Linked DNA regions of Neogale vison: region 2 is linked to region 1. A link is a contact called in public Hi-C data. All regions are on one chromosome and are shown on one strand. The core of a region is the stretch at or near the end of the contact, and the rest is flanking DNA. Distances in the headings are between cores, read along the strand shown. Region 1 holds the start of LOC122900265 (calcium-binding mitochondrial carrier protein SCaMC-1). Region 2 holds the start of FAM102B (protein FAM102B).

Region 1 (6,207 bases), core at 2,481-4,980:
AAATCTTTAAAAAAAAAAAAAAAAGAAAGAAAACAAAAAAAAATAGAAAACTTAGGTTTTAAATGACTACAGATTTACTGCATGCACACATAATAAAGTGCATCATGCAGAGTCAACATCTAGAAAATGTTTGAAGCTGTTTAGACCTTTAAAGGGAGGGTTAATTAAAATCGGCAACAGTATCAAGAATCAGTACTGTAACAACTTTAAAAAGTGGCACACTTTAACAACAGAAGGTTTCAAGGGTTACAAAAAGAACTTTAGCCATCTCAAGGCCTTTTCTGGAGCACACAATTACATTATTTACTTCAGGGCTTACACAGAGACTGAGTCACTGAGCAGTCATTCACAGGGATTATAAAGTTCCTGATTTGGAAGAAACTTTGATTTTGTTATTGAGAGAAGTGTGCGGATGTAATGCATTGTTTCTTCAAATATAGAATAACTTTCAAAGATAAATATATTACATTTCTTCTGTTGATTTACTTTAGTTTTGTTAGAGTGCAAATGAACTTGGACAGAATATTCTTTAAGTGGAAAAACGTATGCTGTTACACCCTGGTTTTAAATATTTTAGGTTGTATCTTTTGTTAGTGTAGTTTAGGGATCTATATTTATGACTAAAGAATAAAGACCCATTTTTTTCTTTCTTTTGATCCCCTCCTGCCGGCACTCCCCTCCCAGCTTCTATTTGGCACTGACCACCCTTCATCTTTAGGTTACAGCACCCTCTATTGAGCTGTTCGCAATATTACATGGTGGCCATTTTCCCTAATAGTGGCTGTTTTTCCTTCAGGAAATAACAGTCTGAAAATGTTGAACTTTCTGCAAATCGAATTGCTCTTACACTCTTTGAAACTTATAAAGATACAGGTACAGCCATATTACTACGAAGAAACAAGTGATGGTGAGTTTGAAGATGTTACAAAGACATACGCAGACAAACTTTAATGTAAAAGACATGAAAGATTTGAATATATGTAGCACCTTGTTATCTTGAAATCTGTCTCCTAAATGACTTAGAAAATCTGGGAAGAATATTCACTTAGCTTAATGTGATAGAATTAAAACTTAAAATGAAGGTTGTCTCCATGGAAGATGGTAGTATTTAAAACAGCTAGAAGCTGGGAAAAGTAGTTGCAAGCTGAATTGGGCTGAACCCCCAACTTCTGTCCTGACCACAGAAATGAATCAGGGTAAGGAAATCTGAGGGAGTTCAAAGTTTCTCCTCTTGACCTCTACAGGAACCACTGGTCTTTGGGAATTATTAACACAGAAATGGATAGGGATGCCCTCTCTCTTGCAGATGTAAAGTTTTATTCTCTCATGCAGGAAGTTTCTATTGTTGACTTTACTTTTATTCTGTACGGTAACAGTGTCTTCTTAATCTGTTGTGGACACATACTGTTGTAAAATTCAGTAAAAATGATTTATTAGAAAAGTGAAATTAAAAAGATAATTCATGAGCTATTATCAGATTCAACAAACAAAAGTACTCCATCAAAACTGCTATAAAGTTTCTAAATGCTTCTAAATCTTTGCTTTAGCTTGTTGTGAACAGGTAGCAGCTCGCAGTCTGGCACTAGAGTGCAAACCACACTTTGAATGGTATTATTTTTACTAGCAGAGTGTCTCAAACGTTAATATAGGAAAGGATCACCTGGGGCTCTTGCATAAGTGCAGCTCTGGGGTGGTCCTGAGACTATTTCCTAAAAAGTTCCCAAGTGATACTGATGCTGCTGGTCTGTAGCCATAGTGTTGTGTAACAACACGTCATGAACTGTTTTTGAATAAAACTGCTATAATCGGGTGCCTGGGTGGCTCAGTGGGTTAAGCCGCTGCCTTTGGCTCAGGTCATGATCTCAGAGTCCTGGGATCAAGTCCCACATCGGGCTCTCTGCTTGGCGGGGGGCCTGCTTCCTCCTCTCTCTCTGCCTGCCTCTCTGCCTACTTGTGATCTCTGTCAAATAAATAAATAAAATCTTTAAAAAAAACTGCTATAATCTTTCTTGTACAAGTTTTTGTGTGAACATAAATTTTCTCAGTCAAAATTTTGATGGACAATTTCTCCAATTACTGCAAAAAAAAAAAAATGTAAACCATTCAAGTCTAGGATGACTATTTCAAGCAGCATTTCCGAGTACAGAGTATACACAGTGGAGGTTAAAAGAGGTTATTAAGGACAGATACAACAATCTGATGACATTGGAAGGCTTTTCCAAGGAAGAGGATAATTCTTTTTTTTTTTTTAAAGATTTTATTTATTTATTTGACAGACAGAGATCACAAGTAGGCAGAGAGGCAGGCAGAGAGAGAGGGAGGAAAGCAGGCTCCCTGCTGAGCAGAGAGCCTGATATGGGGCTCGATCCCAGGATCCTGAGATCATGACCGGAGCGGAAGGCAGAGGCCTAACCCACTGAGCCACCCAGGTGCCCCAGGAAGAGGATAATTCTTAAGACCAGAAATTGGAAGTAATATAAAGAAATAAATTGATCACACCGTGATTTAACTAAACAGACAGCCCTCAATTTGCAACTCTAGATTCACATATATCTTAAATGTAAAAAATGATATGGGGGAAGTGACTCAGGGTTCAAGTTCCTGGGTTTTGTTGGAAGAACGAGTGTTTGCTTAGTGATTCAGAGTATGTGGGGAGAGCCTTACAAGTACCCAGTTGTATTTTCTGTAAATAAAGGAATGCAATGACAGTTTCTGTTTAGCAGCTATGAATGAACAGAAAATTATTAGTTTATGATATCCCATTTGGCACTTGTGCGTATTAAGACCTTTTGCATACAATCTACAACATTGTCATGAGGCAGATATTCCTGCTTTCATTTTACTGATAAGAGGCTGCTCAGAGAGGCTCTGCCACATTTACAGGTTTACAGAGCGGAAGGCATTTTCGACGTCCAAGGATCCCGGTCTTATTCCATGTTATGAAGTAAGCCCTAAATTTGGAATTGCACCCATTCCCGAGAGTCAGGGACCTGAGGTTTTGCTCACAAATGCTGTTGGCAAATCCTGTGATTTATCAGCGGGCAGATCAAACTAAGCTGTAGAGCCAAGTAGCCTTTCTTTTTACCACCACCCACCTGGACGAACCTTGAATTTCTCTTTCTGATACCCCAGTTTTATTGAGGTGTAATTGACATGTAATATTGTATTGGTTTCAGGTGCTGCTTTTGTTCTTTAAATTGCTTTCAGCTTTAACTCCTCTGCTTCTTAAAGAAGAATTCCCAACCCAGGAGAGCAAGCACTCAATTTCCTCATTTTTGTCAATAGAAAACAGGTCCAGAGATGGGTAGTATCTGTGGAGCCTCTCGGAAAAAGTCCGAGATCTGTGCCGCCCGACGGGTCCCAAATGTCTATGCAGAGAAGGCTGACTACCTGTGGGCAGTTTGCAGACTCCAAGCTGTTAGGTATGGGAGCTTGAAGTGGAGTAACCCAAGCTTCGAACTTTCTCTCCCCCTCCCCCAGCACTTAATCAGCGGAAGCCCAAAACCAAGGCCTCTGGGGGGTTTCCCCCTCGAACCTGCACCTCTGACAGCTCACGGAGAAAGAGCGGAACTCTTTCCCCAGGTCCCAACGCCCCTCCCGAGACCCACCCGCCGGCCTCTCACTTCCTGCCCTTGCCAGGCAGCTCCGGGCCCGCCCCTCCACGCCTCTCAGGGAGGCCGGCGCCCGGCGAGCTCCTCCCCGGGTAGCAGCGGGAGCGGCCACTCCCTGCGCGCCGAGCTGGGCTGGGCCGGGGTCTGCCTCTGCTCTTGCTCCCTGGACGCCTCGAAACCAGGCGGCGGCCGTCGCGCGGGACCTCGTCGCGCCCGGCAGTCCTCGTCCCCGTGACCCCCCTGGGCTGGGCCGCCCCTCGCCTCCCGGACCATGCTACGCTGGCTGCGGGGCTTCGTGCTGCCTGCGGCGGCCTGCCAGGACGCGGAGCCGCGGACGCGCTACGAGACCCTCTTCCAGAGGCTGGACCACAACAAGGACGGCGTGGTGGACATCCGCGAGCTTCAGGAGGGGCTCAAGAGCCTGGGCATCCCGCTGGGCCAGGACGCCGAGGAGGTGGGTCGCTGTGCGTCCGGGAGGGCTGCGGAGATTCTGGGCGCGGGCGGCGGAAGGCGGAACTGCGGGTTCCAGCCCGCGACTGGGTTCCGAAGCTCGGGAGTGGGGCACGGGGCCAGTTACTCCCGGAGCCGATGCGCGTCAGCCTGAAAGCCTACAGGTATTTTTCCGAATGAAATGAGTGCAGCGAACATGGTGGCCCACTGTAACAATATAAAGCGCTGTTCCATAGCACTTTGGGTAGGAATGCATCCCAGGTCCTTCACCTGCCTTTTTGCAAAATTAATCAGTAATTTTTTTTTGAGCTCTCAGACTTAAATGGGCCTCACGTTCCGTAAAAGGCTCATATTTTGCATCCCTTAGAAGCTGCTTTTGTTACACTAGCTAGTTTTGTCTAGTCTTTCAGAACTTTTGAAAACCAAAAACCAATCCTTTGTTTCTTCCAGCTTCCTGTTGAGGAGAGGCAACATTCCATTGTTTAAGACCTTCTTAAATGTCCTAACTGCATAAATTCATCTAAAGGGTTGGCCGGTCGCTGAGCAGTTTCAACTTCTCTGAGTCATTTTAATTGTGACTCTGAAGCTCAGCCCCTTTACCAGGGTGGAGATACTTGGAACCTCTCCAACTCCTCTGAAACATAAGAGGACACTATGGCATTCCCTATCCCAAGAGGGAAGGTGATTAAACTCCAATAGCCAACAACTGTTTCACAGTTATATTTTAAGCTACCCGTTCAATGTCTTTAGTAGTTCTAGGTGCCTTTAGTTTATTTACTATTTCTTATTGAGTCAGATTTAGTGAGTTACAATTTTTAGAAGACTTGTCTCCAAGGTTCGTTAATACTCAATTATGATTTTTTAGAACGTTCTGACTCTATGTGTGGTTATATGCTCTATTTCATTTCTGATATCGAGCTCCACCCCCCACACTTCAGTCTTGCCAAAGATTTGTCTACTTTATTTATCCTTTGAAATAACCAACTTTTGGTACTTTTGACTGATGTTCTCTTTTTAATTTTTTTCTCATTAATTTCTGTATATTTCCTTCTATTTTCTTTGGGTGTACTCATTTGCTCTAATTTTTTAGTTGAATGCTGATTCCTTAGTTTTGAGCTACAATATCCCTTTGATCACTTTTTTGCCTTTAAAGTCAATTAGCCAACATAGAGTACATCACTAGTTTTGGGGGTAGTGTCCAGTGATTCATTAGTTGCATATAATGTCCAGTGCCTTTCACATCATGTGCGCCCTCTTTAATTCCCATCACTCAGTTGCCCTATTCCCCCACCTACCTCGCTTTAGCGGCATTTCACAAGTTTGTATTTCTGTTTAGTTTCAAGTACTTTGTAATTTCCAAAGTGATTTCATCTTTGACCCTGAATTATTTAAATATATGCTTTAAATTCCCAAAGACCTGCTTTTTCAGTTGGTTCTTTGAAAATATGAATGAAATAGGGATGCCTGGGTGGCTCAGTGGGTTGGGCCTCTGCCTTCAGCTCAGGTCATGATCTCGGAGCCCTGGGATCCAGCCCCGCATCAGGCTCTGTGCTTGTTGGGGGGCCTGCTTCCCCACCCCCTCCCCCCCGCCTGCCTACTTGTGATCTCTTGATCTCTCTCTCTCTCTCTGTGAAATAAATAAAATCTTTTAAAAATATATGACTAAAATAGACAAGCCTCTGACAACATTAAGAAAATATGAACTCAAAATCAGGAATAAGAAATATGTTTAATTTTCCAAAATTTATATATGAACAAATTATAAATTGTATAGAATCACTCTATACAAACATACAATAGGATGGCATATATTTATCACTGTCATATATATGTATTTTATACATAAGGATAAAATGTACTTTATACATACTACACATATTTATAATATCACTCTCTCTGCTTATGATAGATATTAACTAATCCCAGCACTCTTTTCTGACTGGTGTCTTCTTCAATAAAAGGTTAGTAATGATTATTTATGGATGGTAGGAGTTGCCTTTTTACTTTTTTCTTCACAATTCTTGTATTGACATTTTTTAAAATAACTGTATATTATTATGATTAGGGGAAAAAAGAGGTTTTTGTTTTCATTTTGTTTTTATAAATACCACCTCCTCTGAGATGAGTCTTTCTGGGCCACTTTCTA
Region 2 (6,207 bases), core at 2,010-4,509, 150 kb before region 1:
GTTTTGAACCAGTATAGGGAACTGGTTCTCAGATGCCAGCAAAAACACTGTAAGCAGGTCTTTCTAAGAAAAGTAGTCTTGGGCCTGCTATGTTAACCCTTTTCTATGTAGTTAATTTCATATTTTTAAGGGAGAAATGTTATAGTGTTAACCATTTGATTTATAAGAGGCATATAAAGTGTTTTTTGGGGGGTGGGTTGGCAACAAGTTTTTTTATCGTAAAGATTTAAGATTTAATTTATTTATTTTAGAGAGGGAAGAGCAAAGTGCGAGGACAAGAAGAATCTACAGTGAGCATGGAGACAGATCGGGGCTTGATCTCAGGACATTGAGATCATGACTTGAGCCGAAATCAAGAATGGGACACAATCGACTGAGCCCCCTAGGTGCCCCTTATTTTTTTTTTTTAATTAAAATCTAGCATTTAATCAGAGATGCAATGCCTAGACTGGCATCCAAGAATTGAGTTATGCAATTTAAAAGTAATTCACATCCTTAAGTGTTTCAATTTTTTTTTTCTTGTAAAAATTAGATCTTTTTCAAACCAACACTCTTATAGTTGTCAGAATAAAGGAATCAAGTATCAATATCTTAAAGGAAGCAAACCCTCTTGGACAAGCTCTTTGTCTTCTCTTCAAATGTTGATTAGATGTAGGTACCTGGATGACTCAGTCGGTTAAGTGTCTGCTTTCAACTCAGGTCATGGTCCCAGGGTCATCGGATCAAGTCCCACACTGGGCTCCTTGCTTTGCGCTGAGCCTGCCTTTCCCTCTACCTGACACTCACCCTGCTTGTGTGTACTCTCGTGAACTCTCTCTCTCTCTCTCTGACAAATCGATCTTTTTTAAAAATGTTGACTGGGTGCTAGTGCACTGTGAGAGCTGTTTTCAGTACATCATCTTCCTAAAATTCCTCAAAGCAACCCTACATGCCAATGATTGTTTTTATTTTATAGATGGAAATTGAGAAACTGAGCAACCCACCCAAGTTTATCATGGAGTTGGGATTCAGGTTCAGATTGGCCTCATTCTAAATCCTTGCTCTTAGCTTTATTTACACCAGTTACCTCTAACTAACAAGGCACAGATTCCTTATTATGAGTCATTTCCTTCCAAACTGTAGGGATTTTTGTTTGTTTGGCTATATAGAGCATTATTCTTAACCTTACTGATTTTTATTAAGACCACATTTTTGTTGGAAGAGAAAGGGGTAAATTGAACCCAGAAAACTCTGTTTTTTCCAACTCTTGCAAATTAGAAATCAAATTACACCCTTTGCTTATTAAAACTATTAGGAATCTCCCCATTCAGCACAACACATAATTTTCTCCTTCATCTGGCATCAATCTGTTTGAAATCAGGCAGACCTGTATCAAGATTCTGACATTTTACTTACCAGATCTGCAGGCCTTGGTTAAGTTGAGCCTTCTGACTCTCAGTTTATTCATCCACGAAATGGGAATCCCTACCTTACAGGTTAGCTATCAGCATGAAATAAGATAATATACTTAAAGGACCCAACCTACACGTATTTGCTTAATAAATGGCTGTGTGCAATACTGGAGTAACTTGATTTGTGAGTAGCAAGCCAAATCAATAATCTGAGGGAGAAAGAGGTAAGAGAGAGAGTACCCTGACCACCAGGTGTCACCACTGACCCAAAAGAGCTGGTCTAACAGCCCGAAGTGGCCAGGTGGGACCCGGAAAGAAAAGGGTAAGACCCAGGGTAAGATAGTCATTTGCACCCACAGGACATTCAAGAATTGGTTTTGGCTTTTCCACACTTGAGGAGCTGGTACAATATTTGCTGTACCATTTTAAGTTACACTGTTCTCTCACCAGTGTGTTATGATTGTAGTGCAATTAATTAGCTGGATAACCACAAAAGATTTGGCAGCACAGTTTAATCTTAAAAAGTATCCTCGGGTAACTGTTTTTTTAATTCTGAGAGTCGATAACGCTTTATATATCCTTTGCTTTGGCCAACTAGGCATTTACATTTTCTGGCATCTATAGGCTTCAGCGTTGCCACCGCAGCCAATTTTCTGACCCCAATTTCAAAACCCATTGACCTTCTGGGTTTACACTAGTAGGGATGACAGGTAAAAAGAAAGAATATTTCTAGGATAAAAATAAAGTCTATGAGTCGTAAATTTAGGCAAAATAAGCATCAACTGTCCATCTCTTCCCTTGATCTCAGGAACTTTAAAATTCATTTTTAAAAAATTCCATAAATCTCCTATTTTCTTAAGGAAAACTAACTTAAGGGTAAATCTGTCAACCTGCCAAACAGACCTTAAGTGACTCAAGGAACACTATCACCCTTGGCTTCATTCTGTAACCTGCCAATGACTCTCCCGGAGAATGCCCAGGGCCTCATTTCAAAATGAGGGCAGGTCTGGGCTCTCCTTCTGGTTCTAAGTCCTTCACACTGAGAGCCACTAGTGGCAACCTCAAGACTGGTAATTCAGTGAGTGTTAGCGCGTAACTGGAGACGCAGCGCTCCTATGAGGCACAAACTGGTGTCTCCTGGCCAGGGAACACTTGACTTAAGTCAAGCCTGATAGGGCCTACCGTGGTTGCATCCTGGGCTTCTGAGTCCCCGAGTAAGCACCAAGAGAAAAGGAGTTACGCTAAGCACATGTTTCTGACCAGGGCCAGGACTCTTGAAACTCAAGCAGTTTGGGTTCTTTTTGGTTTTGCAACAACAATTCGAGTTCCATTTTACATTTCGCAAATATGAAGATGTCTTAAGAGAAACCAGAAGTATTCTCTCCCTTCTGGCCGTGGCTCCCATTCCTAGAGCACTGAGGAGGGAAGCGCAGATACCAGGAACCATCTGGAATCAGGAGACAGGAGCCAAGCCCAGCCGAGATGGACCCATTTGCGAAGCACTTTGTGCAGATCAATGAACTCCTGATTTCAGACCGGTCTCTAGAGAAAGAGAAGCTCTAGAGAAAGAGAAGAGAGCAAATGGGCCAAGCAACGACAAGCTGCCCATCGAAGAAACCCCAGCGGGGCGGGCGCAGCGGCTCGCCGGGGCGCGGAGGGCGCGTTACCTGGGGGACTCTGCGGTGAAGCTGCCGCCGTCCAGCAGCCGCATCTTGCAGAAGAGGACCCCATTGACGAAGGGCACCGAGGAGAGCTCTTCCAGCTCGAAGTCCACCTTAAACTTAAACTTCTTCTTCTTCATCATCATGAGCGCCAGACGCCGGCGAGCGGGATGCGGGGGCGGCCCCAAGGGGCGCGCGGGCCGGCGCCGCCGCCTCAGCTCACCGGAGCCCCGAGCCCGCGCAGCCCCATGGCCGGGGCCGCGAGCTGCGCGCGGGGGCGCGGCCGGAGGGCGCCGCGGGCCGGCCGGAGCCGGGGCAGGGGCCGCAGCCGCCGCCTCTCGCGGCAGCCCTGGCCGGAGCGCGGCGGCGCGGACCCTGCCCGCCCGCGGGGAGCGGTCGTGCTGCAGCTCGCCTGGGCTGTGGGTGCCCTTTCGGTGTGCAGCTGGTCGCCGCCGCCGCCGCCCGTCTGAGAGCTGGGAAAGGCGAAGACTGGAAGACCGCCGCTGCCGCCGCCGCCTCAGAGCCACGGGGCCCAAGGCGCCCCCAGTGGCGGCGCCCAGCAGCGCACCGCGGGGCGGAAGCGAGAGGGCGGGCGAGGAAATTCGGGGCGGGCGGGCGCTTCGCCGGGAAACTGACCCACGACGGCAGTTAGAGCGTCACGCCTCTCTGGGGTTAAAAAAAGACAAACCCAACCAAAAAGGAGCTTCCTTCTACAGCTTCCTCTCGGCCTGGTTTCAGTTTTTGCTCCGCCTCCTGTTTCCCCTCCCCCTCGAGATTTTTTTTTTTTTCCTCTTGGGTTTGAGAGTCATGGGTTAATAGGGCTAATCAGAATCTCCACGACGTTGTTTACGTCAAATTGAAATCTTAAACTAAAATATGGTTTAGATACTCTAAATTCACAAGGCTTCTAATATAAAATGAGGACGAGGTAGGAAAAAGGAAAGGGATTAAAATGCGTTGAGGGTCTTCCAGGTGGTCAGGCACTGCACTGCTTTAGGCATTTTCTCTTATTTATATTTTAATTCCTGTCCCCCAGGATAAAAGAGTACAGGAGGGGTAAAATACAATACCTTACCTTTTAAAATACGGCTGTCCATAACGGAGAACTGAAAAGCCTGAAAATAAAGTCTAAGATGCAGAGCAATTACCTTCCTTCCATAGGCTTGTGTATGTTGTTACAATATATGTTGCCCACTTGGTTACATAAAGTTAGTTTTTTCAGACTGAGTTATTGCCCTTTTAACTCAAGATTGCCACTAATCTCTGAAAGCCTGTAACTGCAGAGATTCTCCTTCCCAGTTCACTCAATTATTAAGGCCTTCATTCATATAAAATACTTTTTAATCCCCTAGAATGTCAGTCACTGGCTACACCAAGTGATCAAAAAAATGAAGACAAAAACCCGCCTTCAAGAATTTTACCATCTAGTGAGAGACATATGTAAATCATTCATTAAAAACTAAATCTCACATCAGGTTGTGTTTGTTCAGAATAAGTAAGCAATTTGTCTAGAACTTAGAAGAGGAAGCAATTAGGCAAAGTTAATCTGTGTTCTGAATTTCAAAGAATGTGTAGGATTTGCCTGGGATGTTCTAGGTGCAAGAAAAAGAAGACCCAGAGGCAGATTTAGGAGTTGGGCCTGGGGATTTGGTGGTGGATAAAACTGGCTGCCCAGGAGGGCAGGAGACAAAAAGCAGTTGGAAGAGATAAGGAGACTTTGGGGTTTGTAACTTGGACATAGAGATGCATGTTAATTCCATTGGCTGAGTTTTGGAAGCAGGAGGAGGGCAGGTTGGAAATGGAAGCATTATTTGAACTGCCTATGAGATATCCAGGGAGAGAAGGGCAGCCTTAGCTCAGGTGAAAGGTTGAGATTGAAAACATGAGGAAATTAGAGTATTTCCTGAAGGCTGAAGCCCCCAAAGGTGAATAAAATATTCTGAAGAATATTTAATGGGTAGATGGAAGAAGAGAAGTCTGAGGGGCCTGAGAACAATCAGAGAAGGAGGAGATCAAGAAAGAGAGATGGAAAAAATAAGAAGAAAGAAGGAAGGGAGGTGGGGAGGAGGAAGAGCAATTACCTGAAAACCAAGAGTTTTAATCATTTAACATTCATAGTTATTAAGACCTACTATGTGCCAGGTACTATACTACTATGCTTGGGGCTAGAGATAGAAATGAAGAAGACATATGGGGACTTATAAATGAATGGAGGATAGCATAGATATGCAAACAAATCAATGAGAGAGAGAGACAGATCCATGATTCCCAGACAACAGAAGGAGTTTCCAGAAGTGCTGCAGAGCATTCCTAGAGGATTTGGACTGAAAAGAATCTATTAGGGGCGCCTGGGTGGCTCAGTGGGTTAAAGCCTCTGCCTTCGGCTCAGGTCATGATCCCAGAGTCCTGGGATCGAGCCCCGCATCGAGCCCCACATCGGGCTCTCTGCTCGGCAGGGAGTCTGCTTCCTCCTCTTTCTCTCTGCCTGCCTCTCTGCCTACTTGTGATCTCTGTCTGTCAAATAAATAAATAAAATCGTAAAAAAAAAAAGAATCTATTAAATTGAAGAGCGAGGAGGTCCTTGGTACTATTGGCAAGAGAAGTCCCTATAAAAAATGGTGGCAAAGTAAGATTAAAATGGTCTGGGAAGTAAATGGAAGGTAGTCATGAAGAGTGGGTCACTAAAAACTATCTTTTATGATTTTTGTCAGTGAATGAAAAGAGACAGGGCAGTGGCTAATGGAGGAGGGTTCAAGCTTTTTCAATAACATTTAGGTACTATCTAAGATTTATTGAGAACCTGTTATGTACCAAGCACCTTAATAGGTCCTAGAGATCTGAGCTGCAGTCCCTGTTCAATATCTTTACAGTCTAATGGAGGACACAAATATGCAGGCAGTGGCAGTGCAATATAACACTGAGTACTATCTGTATATGATGGTGAATAGAGGCTGCCTTGGGAGTACATAATAGCCTCTAAGTAGGATAAGTAGGTTTATGGAAAATAAAAAAATGTTATGGACATTTGCACTGATGTCTGAATAATGGGGTGGGGGGTAGGGAGCAGTTTCGAGGAAGAAAGTACTGCATGTGCAAAGACTCAAAGGAAGAGAGACCACGTTGCAGGAGGAACTGAAAGTTGTTCAGTCTGGCTG

Evidence for each region. Hi-C and Micro-C count contacts between places; a contact is called where the count stands out from the background.
Region 2: a Hi-C map of fibroblasts shows a contact between it and region 1, with 4 times the contacts expected there. The contact joins the promoter of FAM102B here to the promoter of LOC122900265 in region 1. A contact is called at or near these places in 2 of 3 Hi-C or Micro-C datasets (fibroblasts and muscle).

Annotation. Positions count from the first base shown.
Region 1 is chr2:92,791,904-92,798,110 of ASM_NN_V1, reverse strand. It overlaps LOC122900265 (calcium-binding mitochondrial carrier protein SCaMC-1), which reads left to right and starts at 3,730. Exons shown (of 10, transcript XM_044238800.1): 1 at 3,730-4,065. The coding sequence starts at 3,883.
Region 2 is chr2:92,942,890-92,949,096 of ASM_NN_V1, reverse strand. FAM102B (protein FAM102B) reads right to left here and starts at 3,259. Exons shown (of 11, transcript XM_044238802.1): 1 at 3,059-3,259. The coding sequence starts at 3,198.